Regions from separate parts of the Sus scrofa genome. Here region 2 is linked to region 1. The links are chromatin contacts, called in public HiChIP or PLAC-seq maps. All regions are on one chromosome and are shown on one strand. Each heading gives the region's core, a stretch centred on a gene start, on an enhancer-like site or on the middle of the called end of the contact. The rest is flanking DNA. Distances are from core to core; before and after follow the strand shown.

Evidence for each region. HiChIP or PLAC-seq counts read pairs in DNA pulled down with a chosen protein or histone mark.
Region 2: a contact with region 1 is called in an H3K27ac HiChIP or PLAC-seq map of alveolar macrophages. The contact joins two enhancer-like sites. A contact is called at or near these places in 5 of 47 Hi-C or Micro-C datasets (brain, liver, skeletal muscle and 1 more) and 1 of 2 datasets of contacts at active chromatin or transcription factors (alveolar macrophages).

What each region holds. Positions count from the first base shown.
Region 1 is chr1:51,230,673-51,234,958 of Sscrofa11.1, reverse strand. No RefSeq gene overlaps it. Among named protein-coding and RNA genes, the nearest start is that of OGFRL1, 80 kb to the left of the region's middle. Within about 2 kb of position 2,893, at least 7 of the 83 cell types and tissues checked have an H3K27ac peak or open chromatin away from gene starts, as enhancers often do. A contact at or near this core is called in alveolar macrophages, where this site is marked.
Region 2 is chr1:51,354,802-51,359,062 of Sscrofa11.1, reverse strand. No RefSeq gene overlaps it. Among named protein-coding and RNA genes, the nearest start is that of MIR30C-2, 27 kb to the left of the region's middle. Within about 2 kb of position 2,597, at least 2 of the 83 cell types and tissues checked have an H3K27ac peak or open chromatin away from gene starts, as enhancers often do. A contact at or near this core is called in alveolar macrophages, where this site is marked.

The sequences.
Region 1 (4,286 bases), core at 1,644-4,143:
TTAGAATTCTCGATACTAAAAAATAAAAAAAGTCCTGAAGTGCAAGACTCACTGTAAAAGATAGCTTGTCACATTACTTGTGAAATGGATATACATTTCTATTTTCCCTCACAAAGTTTATAGACTCATCGAAGAAATTGAAAAGGCTTTGAAAAGAAATGCCCTTAAGGGACATCTTACTCATCTCAGAAAGGTAATTCCCTCACTTTTTCTTCATAATATCCAAAACTCTACCCAACGTCTGCTGGTAACGTGCTGTGTTACCTCCAACCCTGAAGGGGACATAAAACTCTTCCCCTGCTCTGTCTAATGTCACATTTTTCTTTCTTTCCTTGAGAAAAAATCACCTTCTCCCCTCTTTGCCAAACAATATCCCTTTTGTAATTTTAGGCCCATCTTTCTTAGTTCTCTCCTTCCCAAAGAAAATGGGCCATAGGGAAACAAGCATTTGTTTCTTAGTGTGTCTAGAGAGTTCTCTTAAGGACAGATACTCAGGTAGAAGAAGGCTCGTTCCTGGCCATGTTTCCTTTGGACCTTTCCCCTAAGGTCTGGAACAGAAGCCTCTAATTCACTAGATCAGAATTTGCAAACTCCATCTAAGGGAAAAGCAAAACTCACCCATAAGTATGTCTTGCCATCCTTCAGCTCAGCCAGTCTCACTGTTGGGGTGCACTCTATGCCCCCTGCCTGCTCAGGCCAGGCCCCAGGAATACTGCCATGCCCACAGAGGGTCTTTGTTAACAAAACCATCTTGTTTGCTTTAACGCCCATCAGCACTTTTAAACTCAGAAGGATCTTTCACAAATATTACCACATATGATCTTTACAACAACCTTCTGTGGAGGACAAGACAGGAAAATAGATTTTCCCCCCTATTTTATAGAAGAAAGAAACTAAAAGGTGCTGCTCCTCTGCAGTGAAGAGCTGTAACCCAGCTCTCCTTCCTCCATGCCACATCCTCACTCACAGTCTCTGCTGGGAGCCTCTGATCTGAATCCTGAGATATCCCATAAGAACTCCACTTTGACCCCTCTCTTACTGTCATTCCCTTCCAAATATGTTATAGTGTCAGAACACAAATACCACTTGCTTTTCAACTCAGAACCCAAGTAGGATTTTTTGTTTGTTTTTGTTTTTGTTTTGTTTTGTTTTGCTTTGCTTTTTAGGGCTGCACCCTCGGCATATGGAAGTTCCCAGGCTAGGGGTAGAATCAGAGCTACAGCTGCCAGCCTATACCACAGCCACAGCAACATAGGATCTGAGCCACATCTGTGACCTACATCACAGCAATGCCGGATCCCAGACCCACTAAGCAAGGCCAGGGATCAAACCCAAAGCCTCATGGGTACTAGTGGGATTATTTTCTGCTGAGCCACGATGGGAACTCACCAAGTAAGCTTTTTTTTAAAAAACCATTCCCATGTGTCAAGTTGTTAATTGTGCTAAATTCCTTTCTCTAAGAAAGTGATGTGACATTATTGAATTTACTGATGACATAGCAAATTTCATTCTGTTACTGGTCAACAGGAGGTAAAGTCAAAGTGTATGGTTTCAGGGAAATGATCAGTTAAATGACCAAATCTGAAACAGTCTAGTGAGGAAGAGATCCTGTCATTACACATGAGGCAGGATTCAGAAATATCATGAGTGAGTCTCTTAGCCTCCAACTACCTGTCCTAGATGCCATCTTTTTTCCTGAGCTAACCAGAAAGCAGTTTTTCACTATGACCACCGCAATTTCTCTTATTAAGAAGGAACATCGTCTCCGGCAGCTGCCACCTGCATAATCCCTGAGATGGCTGATAAGTGTTTTGTCGGCCTTGGCATGTGTTCTTGCCAATGTACAATCAACAAGGAAATTGCACTCTGGGGTAATCAAGCTCATCAATGTTTGTGGGCTGGTCATGTTTGACTTTTTAGAATAAATGAGGTCGGTATGCATAGCAGCAATAAAAATAAACATTTATTGTGTGTCTGGTATATGCAGAGCACTGTGCTAACTTTGGAACATACAAGGTGGTACCTAAAAGAACTAACAGTATAACTGAAGATGTAAGACATAGGTCTAAAAAAAATGTAAATTACAGGTAGTATCAGACCTTTACACCCAAAATGTGTGGTTTGGAGAATCAATGTCATGGGAACTCACAGGATAGAGCAGTTTGGAGGGCTGAGGTAGGTGGAGGAGGAGGTGATAACTCCAGGTATGGAACTCACCTGCTGCATTCCTTTCTAACTCAGTCCTCATCATGACCATCCAAGACAAAGTATTGTGTCTGCCTGCATTTCTCTCCCATTTCACAGGTGAGGAAATGGAAGCTTGGGGTTAAGTAACTTGCTTAAGTCACACACCTTGTGTCCAAGCCCTCTGGCTCTTAATCACCACCCTAGATAAGGGTGTTGGACTTGAAGGTGATTGGGAAGGGGATACAGTTTAGGGAGAAAGACCAATGTGGCCAGTGGAGTTTATGATGAAACACTGTAGAGGCCACCCAAGCTGGTGGTTGGCTTTGCCAATCCAACTCCACATGGCAAGGGTGACCCCCAACAGTCAGAGCACCAAGAGAAGAACCCTAAGGTGGCAACACCACTAAATAAGCAAGTCCACCCTCCAGGACACATGTCAGAGAGCAAACTAGAATTTAAGGAGAGAACCCTAGACAGGGCAAGACAACATCTGAGCAGACACTGATGTGCCAAGGTACCCAGAGAGTGACCCCCATACAGAGCAGGACATGGGTCATGAGGTGATTAATTTAATCAGAGCAGGACAAGGAGGGGTGGGGACCTGGAGTCACTCACTCCCAGGATAGTAGGCACTGTGGGGACAGAGTCAGTAATAGCCACCAGAAGAAAGGTCAGCCTGCCAAGCAGAGCTTGACATCCAGAGGTGCCATGACCTTTTTAGCATAAAGTTACACCAAGCTGCCACCTGGTGGACAAGGGCACTAGGTCCATCATCAGAGTACAGGAGTCCAGAGCTAAGACCCAGGGACAGAGCCTGAGTAGCAGCAAAATTAACTTTATGTCAAGTTATACCTTTTCCTGGCAAAAGCCCTAATGACTCTTCTGTCTGGGTGAGACCTGAGCAGAGTTTAAGATGGGATTAAGCCCACAGGTAAGGATCCGGATCCCAGTTATACTTGATTAAGGCTCCAAATGATGAGAACCTAGGTTCCATTGTTTAGCAAATAATTGATGAGTGCCTACTATGTGCCAAGTACTGTTCCAGACAAAGATCAAACAGGCCTTTGCTCCCTTGGCACTCACATTCCAGAGGAGGCATCATCAAATCACTAAGATGAGGCAAAAGAAGGTTCCAGGAAAAAGGAACAGCTTTGCAAAGGGGCTGAGGCTGAAATGCCATGGGTTATTTGAAAGAAAAATGCAGCAAAAGGGTTATGGAAGGAATCTAGGGAATTCAGCCATAGACTGTACCCAGAATCACCAAAGTGTGTGGGCCAGAAGAACCCTGTGGACCACTTGGACACCACCATGAGCAGAGAGGTGGAGTGAGAGAAAGCATGAAGCACATGAGTCCTAGAGAAGACAGGCCCTGTGGCGGTCACTGTGACAGGAGGAAGTCTCTGAATTACATCCACCAGACCACCAGAAATACAGGTGGTCCAGGCAGGATCCAGTCAGGGAAGCTGACACCCTTATCCCAACCTCAAGTGAGCCCCAGAGCTTTCCAGGGCTGAGGATGACACTCTCATTCTCAGAGGCCCTTCCAATTCTGAAATCCTCTAATGCCTCAAAGTGTGCTCACCTGGTTACCAGCAGTGAGACTTCAGTGGCATCAGAGAGGTGGGGAAGGTGGGGAGGCAGCTGGCAAACGGGCGACAGGATCCAGGTTCTTTCCTGATTCCAGGCTCTGCTGTGGCCTTGAACACATCACGTAGCCCTCAGTGTCCTCATCCATAGAGTGCAAGTGTTCCAGGCTACATCTCAGCTCTTGTGTGCATTGAGCCTAGAATCTTAGTTTGCTTTGACAGTGAAAAAAAGGACAAACACACAGCTGATGTAATGCTTTTTTAAAAAAATACAAGCTCTCAATGAAAACATCTTAAAACAAATAGTGTTAATTGCCTTCGCCTTTACACCTCATCTCCACCAGAGCTCGTAATTTTGTGGAGTCAGTGTGTAAAGCTTGAGTTTCAATGCTTGCCTTCATAACTCCTGCAGCATTTAAGTAAATGCTTTTTCAAATACAATGCAAAGGAGTGAGTCTAGAAATAAGACAAAAGTCAACAAATTATTAAGTTTATTTTGCACGAATTAAACTC
Region 2 (4,261 bases), core at 1,348-3,847, 120 kb before region 1:
CAAAGGCAGGGATGTTGCCTTAGTCAAACTCAACGGTGTTCTTCATTCCCCTCCTAAAACCAGCTGGTACCCAGGGCCCACTAGGTTCTGTGGCTAAATGTCATCACTCAGAATGTTTACAGACTTAATCAAAGGTCTGTTTCATTTATTCCAACACTTTCATGCCAGTTTTATAGTTATTGTAAGTATGGAATTCCATTAAATATTAAGCAAACGTAAAATGAGCACAGCAGAAATTAAAATTTTATTTTTGTAAAATGTATCCTGAAAGTTTTGGGAAAAGTAGAAAAAGGCAAATCACACACACACACACATACACATACAGCTGGCAAATAAATAATGAGAAATAGGAGTTTCCTTGTGGCACAAAAAAGTATGGACACTGTAATGGCTTGGGTCACTGCTGTGATGTGGGTTTGATCCCTGACCTGGGAACTTCCACATGCTGCAGACGCGGCCAAAAAAAAGTGAGAAATACCACTATATACAGCTGAAGGGGAACCCAAACATCTAGAAGGATTCTGTACTCAGACTGAAGCAAGTACCATCTTAGAGAAATCACAGTTTAAAAATCTAATGCAGGAAGTTCTGCATTTTTCAATTTAGGACAAAATCCATACAATATTTCCAGACTGGAATAAAAAAATCTTGGCTTTACACCAAAATATTATCAAATTAGTTCAAATTAAAATAAAATGCATAAGAAATGTCCAGGATTCATTGTCACTGCTGTGGCACAGGTCTGATCCCTGGCCCAGGAACTTATGCATGCCACAGTGCAGATAAAAAATAAATAAATATTGAGGATTTAAAATTTTTCCTTCTTTAACTTGTTTTTAAACATGTACTGGAGTTCCCATCATGGCTCAGTGGTTAACAAATCTGACTAGGAACCATGAGGTTGCAGGTTCGGTCCCTGCCCTTGCTCAGTGGGTTAACGATCCAGCGTTGCCGTGAGCTGTGGTGTAGGTTGCAGCTCGGATGCAGCTGTAGATGCAGCTCGGATCCCGTGTTGCTGTGGCTCTGGCATAGGCTGGTGGCTACAGCTCCGATTCGACCCCTAGCCTGGGAACCTCCATATGCCGAGGGAGCGGCCCAAGAAATAGCAATAAATAAATAAATAAATAAGTAAACATGAACTAACAAATTCTTGATAAATGTTCTTCCAGTGAAACTTGCCCTGCCCCTAACCTTTGCCACCAAGACTGGGTAAAAACTGAGCCAGACTAAAACTAAAGAGGTGGTACCTCCTTGACAGCAAACCTAAAATGTAAGTCGAGGTGCTTCCTGAGGCCTTGAGTCACCTCATGGAGGCTTCAGAACAAATCAAGAATGAGAGATGGAGACAGAAAGCTTATTGATTTGGGTCCCTAAATATTTCTTCTAAGGCCAGGCACCAATCTCCATCCCAGGACTGGTCACACGAGAGCATCTTTTCTTTCCACTTAAGTTCATTCAAGTCAGATTTTTTTTTCACATGTAAACAATGAGTCAGTCTATTAATACAAAAAAAAAAAAAAAAGACATCACTACTTTAAATACTGCCATTACTACAGAAGTTGTTAGTTGACTCAACAAATACTACTGGACATGCCCTCTGTGCCAAGCTCTGAGAATCTGAACAAAACAGACCAAAAGACAAGCTCTCATAGGATTTCTGGGCTGGTGTCCTGATGTCTGGCATGCATGGCAACTGTAAATTTTTATTATCCCACACTAATATTTATATCATAATGTTGTTGGGTTCATTATGCATTAATGGCTGGTAGATCCAACACAGACATTAAAGAAAGTTAGAATATTTTCAAGGGAGCAGCCATAGCCTTATAGTTAAAGGCCACCGAGAATAACTACATGCTCTAAATCATACCCCCTGCCACTATCAATTTCAGAATTTGGTGTTGGAAGAAGAACCATGAGACTTAACAAGCATGGCAATTTCTTATGCTAGCCTGGTAGAAATATACAGAGGCTTCTTTTGGCTTGGTTACCATGCTTGCAGAAATTTAAAACTGGCAGGGGCCTACAAGTAAGGGAAGTAGAAACCAGAGAAATTTGTAATTCATTCATGGTCAGCCAGACCGCCTGAGGGGCAAATCCCATCAGGATGAAGAGACCCAGTGGGTCACCATTAGTTGGAGGTGTGTCACCGTAGTCTGTTACTCGCAACACAATAGTGACGTTTGGCTAGTGGAAGAGAAGACAGTCAGCCTGCTCCCTGCCGGTGAGCTGGGACTGCATGCTCCTTGCCACGCCCTGGGGAAGGACTGTGCACACCCATGTCATGACGCCGGTGTTTCCTGTCACTGGGGACACAGACACTGATGATATTTTGAGCTGGTGGAAAACCCAGGACAAGAACCTAGCATCCTGAGTCTTTTCAGGGAGTTTTGTCTTTTAATCAGCTTATCAAAAAGAACAGCATAGACTCTCAATCCTTAAATATGGAAAAATAAGAAAATTCAACTCATAGTTATTAATGGCCCAAGAGGTTAAACCCATGTCCAGCAGAGTTCAGTCTATAGTGTCTGCAGATCCCTTTCTGCCTCTGTTCCTCAAAGAGTAAGTACGCTGATCTGGAGGGGATTTTGTTTTCTTCTAATTTAACTTCTGCTACTGCAGAGGAAGTTAATGTGTTGCCTAAACTTGGGCTTCATAATGTGGTACTAGAACAGGGCCATGAATGTCTTATTCAAAAACGTTGGATGAAACAAACGTCATTGACTTGGGCCTGCTCCTGAAACCTCAATTTTCAACAGCTTTCAGTGTCAATTACCTCCCACAACAAAGCTGACTGCCAGCCTCCTGACAATGCTCAGAGCCTCATATCATCCATCGCAGTCCTGTTTATACTTCACAGCGAAATCTAATTTCTTGTAGTTACCGCTGAGACTTAGGCTCCCTTAATCAATTGAATTCTGAAAGAAAACAAGCATCTCAGAAGTAAACCTGAACTTATTAAAACAAGCTTCCAATCAAAATCTCCAACAGCTATAGGGTTTCGTAATTCAGTTCATTCGATACATGCTACTCAGCAGTTTCATGGATATGTTTTCCAGAATATGAGGAGATCGGGAGATCTGTCCCAATTAGGGAGAAGAAATTGAATAGAATGCAATGCATATAATATTAATAACTTGCTCTACTTTACAGCTTCATAATAAAGTTATTTATCCTGCCAGAGGTGTTTCGTGACATTAGCAGTGGAAAGATAGCAAGGGACAGGCGGTCCGGGCCTGTGCCATTTACAAATGGCAGGGCCGTGGCCTTCCCTGCAAGGTTCAGAACAGGCCTGTGGCCAAGGTCAATGGCCTGGGACCTTTATCCAGCACACAGAAGAGACAGACTCTAACTCAATCTCTGTCCTAGCTTCTGGAACAAATTCATAGCAAAAATTATCATTTATATTAATTACCTTAGACATAGATTATTTAGTTGCCACACCATAAATTTATCTTTCCCAGATCAAATATATTCTTTCAAGATTTATTTATTTTTTAATTGAAGTATGGCTAATTTACAATGTTGTGTTTTAGGTATATGGCAAAGTTATTCATTTATATGTGTGTGTATATATAATTACATATATATACAAAATACATATTATAGATAGAGGAGTTCTCATGGCAGCTTAGCAGGTTAAGAATCTGACTAGTATCCATGAGGATGTGGGTTCGATCCCTGGCCTTACTCAGTGGGTTAAAGATCCAGCATTGCCGTGAGCTGTGGTATAGGTAGCAGATGTGGCTCAGATCTGGTGGTGTTGTGGCTGTGGTGAATGGTGCCAGGTGCAGCTCTGATTCAACTCATAGCCCGGGAACTTCCATGTGCTGTGGGTGCAGCTCTAAAAAGACAAAAAAAGTAATTAAAAAATAAAAAATATATATTATTACAAAGATATATGTTTAATTGTATCACTTTGCTGTATCCCTGAAACTAACACATATAAATATATAATATATACATTCTTTTTCAGATTCTTTTCCATTATAGGTTGTTACAAAATGTTCAGTATAGTCCCCTGTGCCATAGAGTAAGTCCTTGTTGTTTATTTTATATAGAGTAGCGTAAATATATTCTTTTAAGATTTAAATTACACATAGCACCTAGCTCCTCTTACATTACTACAAGTTATGCTCCTAACCAGGAGTATTTGCTCCCAACCATGCTACTACCCCCACACGCATGGATATATTTTTATCTTTGATTATGCACTGTTTTACATTATATTATTACTATGCTATATATTTATTTTGTATTA